Regions from separate parts of the Mus musculus genome. Here region 1 is linked to region 2. Evidence: chromatin contacts called from public promoter capture Hi-C data. All regions are on one chromosome and are shown on one strand. Each heading gives the region's core, a stretch centred on a gene start, on an enhancer-like site or on the middle of the called end of the contact. The rest is flanking DNA. Distances are from core to core; before and after follow the strand shown. Region 1 has its middle 27 kb from the start of Fbxo34. Region 2 overlaps Gm41147 (a long non-coding RNA gene).

The links. Capture Hi-C pulls out chosen DNA fragments and counts their contacts.
Region 1: a promoter capture Hi-C map of adipose tissue shows a contact between it and region 2. The contact joins two enhancer-like sites. A contact is called at or near these places in 2 of 484 Hi-C or Micro-C datasets (cortical neurons and embryonic fibroblasts), 1 of 115 datasets of contacts at active chromatin or transcription factors (embryonic stem cells) and 2 of 9 other capture datasets (adipose tissue and pancreatic islet).

What each region holds. Positions count from the first base shown.
Region 1 is chr14:47,444,074-47,447,078 of GRCm38.p6, forward strand. No RefSeq gene overlaps it. Among named protein-coding and RNA genes, the nearest start is that of Fbxo34, 27 kb to the right of the region's middle. Within about 2 kb of position 1,733, at least 22 of the 459 cell types and tissues checked have an H3K27ac peak or open chromatin away from gene starts, as enhancers often do. A contact at or near this core is called in adipose tissue, where this site is marked.
Region 2 is chr14:47,340,736-47,344,065 of GRCm38.p6, forward strand. It overlaps Gm41147 (a long non-coding RNA gene), which reads right to left. Exons shown (of 3, transcript XR_874595.2): 3 at 1,164-1,773. Among named protein-coding and RNA genes, the nearest start is that of Gm41147, 13 kb to the right of the region's middle. Within about 2 kb of position 1,261, at least 52 of the 459 cell types and tissues checked have an H3K27ac peak or open chromatin away from gene starts, as enhancers often do. A contact at or near this core is called in adipose tissue, where this site is marked.

The DNA.
Region 1 (3,005 bases), core at 483-2,982, 100 kb after region 2:
CACCAGGCATGTGTATCATATACAGACATACATGCAGAAAAATATTCATATACATAAAATAAAAATAAATAAATCCTTAAAACAATACTTCTTTATTAAAATGTATGGATCTTCACTGTCTTTCATTATCTTCTAAACAGTATAACAACTATTTATGCACTGTTTTTATTTTATTACATATTATAAGTAAATATATGAAATATATGACTCAATATGAAAGTGACTCACAATATATGGAAGATGGCCATAGATGATAAATAGATGCTATACCATTATATCCAAGAGATTTTACCATCTATGGATTTTGGCATTTGTGGAATGTCCTAGAACCAATGGCTTGTGGATATTGATATAAGACAATATACTATAATCAATTGATTTAATATTTTAAACAGGTGAATTATAATTGTTGTGTGTTAGTTATATCTCAATAAAGCTATTATCTTATTATCTTTTAAATTCTTTATTAATCCTGTGATAATTTTAATGTATTTTAAAGATTTATTTATTTATTATTATATATAAGTACATGTAGCTGTCTTCAGACACTCTAGAAGAGGGCGTCAGATCTCATTACAGATGGTTGTGAGCCACCATGTGGTTGTTGGGATTTGAACTCAGAAAGAGCGGTGCTCTTAACCGCCCAGCCATCTCTCCAGGCCCCATTTTTTTTAAAGTCCATGTATTTTTATCATAGTCTTTCAACTCCTCCCAGATCCACTCCTATATCCCCACCAACCCACCAACCAACCTACCTTCCTGTTCTCTCTCTCTCTCTCTCTCTCTCTCTCTCTCTCTCTCTCTCTCTCTCTCTCTCTCTCCCACCCCCCTCTCTTTCTCTCTCTCTCAATTTAAAACCATTGAGCCCAATTTGTGTAGCCCAACTACTCTTGGGAGTAGTACTTTCCCTGTAATGTGGCCAGCCTACCAGGCTCACATCATTAAAGAAAGTTGACTGTCCCCCAGCAGCTATCAAATGCTGATAGGACCATGGTTAAAGGGAAGGACTTCCTGCTTACCACCCCCTTCGTATGCTTTCACAATTGCTCTGAGTTCCCATATGCAGCTGCTCTGTTGTGTCAAGAAAACACAGTTTGCCTGAAGTCATTGTCCACCTCTGGCTCTTACACTCTTGCAAGATGACCCCTGATCCTTGTGGTGTGGGGGGCAGAAATGAGACAGACATCCCATTTAGGACTGAGCACTGCTTAGTCTCTGGTTCTTCGGCCAGTGGCTTGCTGTGTGTTTTGGTATTGACTGTCATCTTCTGGTGAAACGTTGGAAATAGAATCTGTATTTTTTTTTTCCTTAACCTACTGTACTTTGTAGCACACCGTGCCTCTTCCTTGATATGGTAAAGCAAAAAATAGAATGCCCTGTTGTTTTGTTTCTCATTTTACAGTCTTCCCAGTGGTCAGGATTCTGTCATCTTTTCCAGCCTGACGTTACAGTATGTTGTGGAACTAAGATTTCCTCTCAAAGAATAGAAGGAAGTAAGCAAAATGGGGTGTTACTGCCTAATTCCAGACCTGTGATCTTAATTAACTCTGATGTATTTCTGCCTCGCCAGGAGTGTAAGGTGTCAACATAAATTTGTAGACAGCAAAGTGAAAGTTTCGCCAATTTTCCAGGAGCAATTAATTTATACATTATTCATTAAGTAATAGGACTTAGCACTTGCATATTCTAGGCTTCCTTGAATAATCCTCCATGTGGTTTCATTGAAAGCAATCCAATATGAACGTCACATGTTAGGCCACTCTGCTGCTCGGGGAGGACACTGGCAATTGTTTGGCAGACTGTTGTTTGTTAATGAGGCTGTTGCTCTGGCTTTCTGTGAAATTTACAGATTCATTTAGATTTTCTGCAAAATGTCTTTAACTACCTACATCTCTCTTCTACGTTGAGAATTACATCACCCATCTGTTCCCTTTTCACCAGTGCGGTTTTAGGCACTAGCAACAGAGCCATAAATTGAACAGAGCTCCAGGTCTCACTATGCAGAAGGTATTATAAAATCCTCAGCTCTCACTATGCAGAAGGTATTATAAAATGATAGAAACCGTAGAGCTCCTCATTTGCTGTTAAGTTAGGCATGCAGCCTGTTGATATGCTTGCATCCTTGGAAATGAAGAGAAATATGCTCAGGGGCTGGGGATACAGCCCAGCAGGAAAGAGCACTGGCTGCTCCCCCACAAGACCTATGTTCAGTTCTCAGCACCTGCACGGTATCTCACACCCATCAAGGTTATCCACTCTCTCCATCCCTATTAAACATCGTACTTGAAGTCTTAGCTAGAGCAGTATGACAACTGAAGGAGACCAAGGGGATACAAATAGGAAGGGAAGAAGTCAGGGTATCTATTTGCGGATGATATGGTAGTATATATATGTGACCCCAAAAATTCTACCAGAGGACTCCTACAGCTGATAAACACTTTCATCAAAGTAGCAGGATACAAAATTAACACACACAAAAAAATCACTAGCCTTCTTATATGCAAATGACAAAAGAAATCAGGAACACAACACCTTTCATAATAGCCTCAAAAAATATATAATATCTTGGAGTAACTCCACCAAGCAAGTGAAAAGACTTGTATGATAAAAAATTTAAGACATTGAAGAAAGAAATTAAAGAAGATATCAGAAGATGGAAAGATCTCCCATGATTAAGGGTAAGTAGGATTCAAATAGTAAAAATGGCCATCCTACCAAAAGCTATCCTCAGATTCAATGCAATCCCCATTAAAATTATAACACAATTCTTCACAGATCTTGAAAGGACCATTTTCAGCTTCATATAGAAACACAAAAACTCCAGCATCGATAAGCATTTCTCAATAATAAAAGAACTGCTGGAGGAAAGGCCATACCAATCTCAAATTGTTCGACAGAGCTGTATTAATTAAAACAGCATGGATGCCTCTAGGTAGAGGAAATAGGATAGTTATTGATAAATGGGGTTGGGGATGGCTGGAACAGGAGGATCAGATGGGGATGGG
Region 2 (3,330 bases), core at 11-2,510:
GCAAGCTCAGGGTGGGGCTGGCACTGAAGAGTCCACCAAAAAGCCCATGTCATCTGTAAGTCTGTTTAGAAGGCACACGGGCGGATCTGCTACTGGACCAATGGAAACAAGCCTGCTCACGTGGAGGAAAGGTGGAGAGTAAAAGAGGCCTGCCAGAGGAACAGATGATCCCTCCATGAGCAGTATTCCCAGAGCACAGGAGAGGAGCAGGAGTGGCCGGGTACCAACCAGGCCTCCCTTGGAACTGTCTCCCTCCCGCCAGGCTCTGTGCCTGCCCACTGCTTCCCTGCTAACTGAATCCCACTTGTAAGCAATGCCATCTTGGTTACCCTCTACTAAAGTGCAGAATCCTGAAAGGAAAGGCACTCCAGTTCAACAGGTCTGTGGAGTTAGTTCATCAATTGTTCAACCGATTTGAGTCGGATGCATTGGGAAATGAGATTCATTCAGGGTGACTTAAGAAGATGCCATTAGAGCCGGCGGGCAGTGGTGGCACACGCCTTTAATCCCAGCACTCAGGAGGCAGAGGCAGGCAGATTTCTGAGTTTGAGGCCAGCCTGGTCTACAAAGTGAGTTCCAGGACAGCCAGGGCTACACAGAGAAACCTTGTCTCAAAAAAAAAAAAAAACAAAAACAAAAACAAAAAAAGAAGATTCCCTTAAAACTCCAACTTTGGACTCGACACCTCTGGTCACCAGAAAGGGAGCTGGAGCTGAGGCAGGAGGATAGCAGAAAGATCTCCAACACTTCCAGCACCCTTGAGGAGCTTTTAGCCTTGTTACAGGGAAATACACAATGAACAGGCCCAAGCACTGGCAATGTGGTGCTGGCAGGTCGTGCCCACCCCCTTCCTTCTCCTTTGCTCAACCTTTAGATTCTAAAGCCAGCCTCCCCCCCCGCCCCCCGACCAAGGTCTATTCCCCTATCTGTCCACTTTCTTGTGCCTGACTAAAACTCCAAGGTCCAGCAATCAGAATTCATTATTTCGATACTCTGGTTAACCTGTTTAATCAGGACTTGTCAATTCAATCCAGCACAGACCTTCCCCCATTCCCCCTTAAAACCCACTCCCGAAGAAACACCTGCTGTCTGTCTTTGTCTGATCCAGAGGCAGGCCCCCTTCCCCTCCCACTTGTCCCTCTGGGGTACTGTCCTTTGTGCTGAGAATTTGTTGTCTGGGTGTGTGCTGTGTAGCCTCCATGGCAGAGCTAGGAAGTGTTACGAAGGGCCCCAGTGAAGGCCAGAGCTGAGTGCGGCTGTGTCAAAGAGCCCTTTCACACACTCTCACAGCTGAACCACACTGACTCTTTCATTCAGAGGCCCAGAAAGTTGGCTATTACAACCCCGTGGTTTTCTAAATACGAACATGGGTGTAACTTCCTGGTTCTGAGGCCTGCCTTGGTTCTGACCCTCCAGAGTCCTCCCTAGGATGTATTAAATGGAGTCATTCATAGGTGTTTGCAGGGTGCTTGAGGGCCCCACCCACCTTTTTTGCTTATTTTCTCCACTCTGTCCACTTGCCAAGTCCTGGTGGTGGGCTGAGTGGTTTCACAGTTGCTAGACTGTCTGTCACAGTAAAGCTCACGAGGCACCCTTGTGAGAATGTCACCAGCCAGACTGTCAGTGGGAAGGGAGGACTGTGACCATCAATCAAACGGAGCCAGTTGAGGTGGTCGAGGTGGTGCTCCTCCGTGTTCCCAGCTCTCGGGGGAAGGAGCCAGGAGGATCGGATCAAAACCAGATTAGCGAGTTCAAGTTCGAGGCCACTGTGGGCTACATGAGGCAATGGTTCAAAACAAGAAAGACAGAAAAAAAAGTTAAAAGAGTTAGGCTTCGGGAATTAGAGAGGAGACCAAGAAGGGTGAAAATAGGGCACGAGGATGGGTGGGAGTGGGGGAGAGGGTGCATGGGACAGGAAAGATGCACAAGGCTCTCAGGAAAGGGCCACAGGGGATAAGAGCAGCAAAGAGAGGGAGGCGAGGGGAAGGAGCACTAAGACACTCAGATTGTAAAATGCTATACTGAGCTCTAATACCTTGTACGGTAATTTTACATTTTAAAGAGTTGAATGCTTTCGAGACTTATTTACTTCTATTTCATTTGTATGCGTGTTTGTCTGAATGGATGTTTGTGTCCAAGAGAGCAAGAAAGAGATTGGGACTAGAGTTACAGACAGTTGCGAGCTGCCATGTGAGTGCTGGGAAATGAGTTTGAGTCCTCTGAAGAACAGTCAGTCTCTCCAGCACACTAACATCCAGTTAGTTAGTTAGTTAGTTAGTTAGTTAGTTAGTTAGTTAGTTAGTGTTTTTTTTTTCCAGACTGAGTTTCTCTGTGTAACCCTGGCTATCCTGGAACTCGCTCTGTAGACCAGGCTGGCCTTGAAGAACTTGCTTCTGCCTCCTGAGCACTGAGATCCAAGTCTGGATTCAAAATCTGCACCATGCAGATGTGTAGGAATCAAATCAGCATCAGACTTGTGGGTGTCAATTCTGCACCAGGCTTCACGATGACACCTGGTTGGGAAAAGCATTCAGAGCTGAGCTGCACACAAATGTGGAGAAGCCACAGAAGGGAATGGGAGAACCCATGGTAGGGGGCGGGACTGGAGTTAGGCCCGCTGGATGGACGGCTGCTTCCTAGTACAGATCTGTCACAGATACTGGAGCACTGGCTGTCTCTAACTTGGGGTGGCTGGAAAAAAAGAAAGAACGAGACAAGCCAGGCCCTTAGAAAGTGCGTGTGCTACAGCAATAAGTCTGTGGGACTGCGTTCTTGCAATTGTCTTTCACTGCACATACTTTTTGCCTACAAGAATTCTAAGCACTGAGCTGGAGACCTTCTATAATGAGATCTGATGTTCTGTTCTATCATGCAGGAATACATGCAAATATAGCGCTCATATGAATAAATAAGTACACTGTAGCTGTCTTCTGACACACCAGAAGAGGGCGTCAGATCTCATTACGGGTGGTTGTGAGCCACCATGTGGTTGCTGGGATTTGAACTCAGGACCTTTGGAAGAGGAGTCAGTGCTCTTACCCACTGAGCCATCTCACCAGCCCTTAATAAATAAACCTTTTTTAAAAAGAAAAGAAGTCTAGTCAAGACCTAAAGAGTTGGCTCATTGGTTAAGAGCTCTTATTGCAGCTGGTCTACAAAGTGAGTTCCAGGACAGCCAGGGCTATACAGAGAAACCCTGTCTCAAAAAACAAAAAAACAAAAAAACAAAACAAAACAAAACAAAAAAAAGAGCTCTTATTGCCCTTCCAGAGGACCTGGGTTCCATTCCTGCCACTCACACAGCAGCTCATTACTGTCTGTAACTCCAGT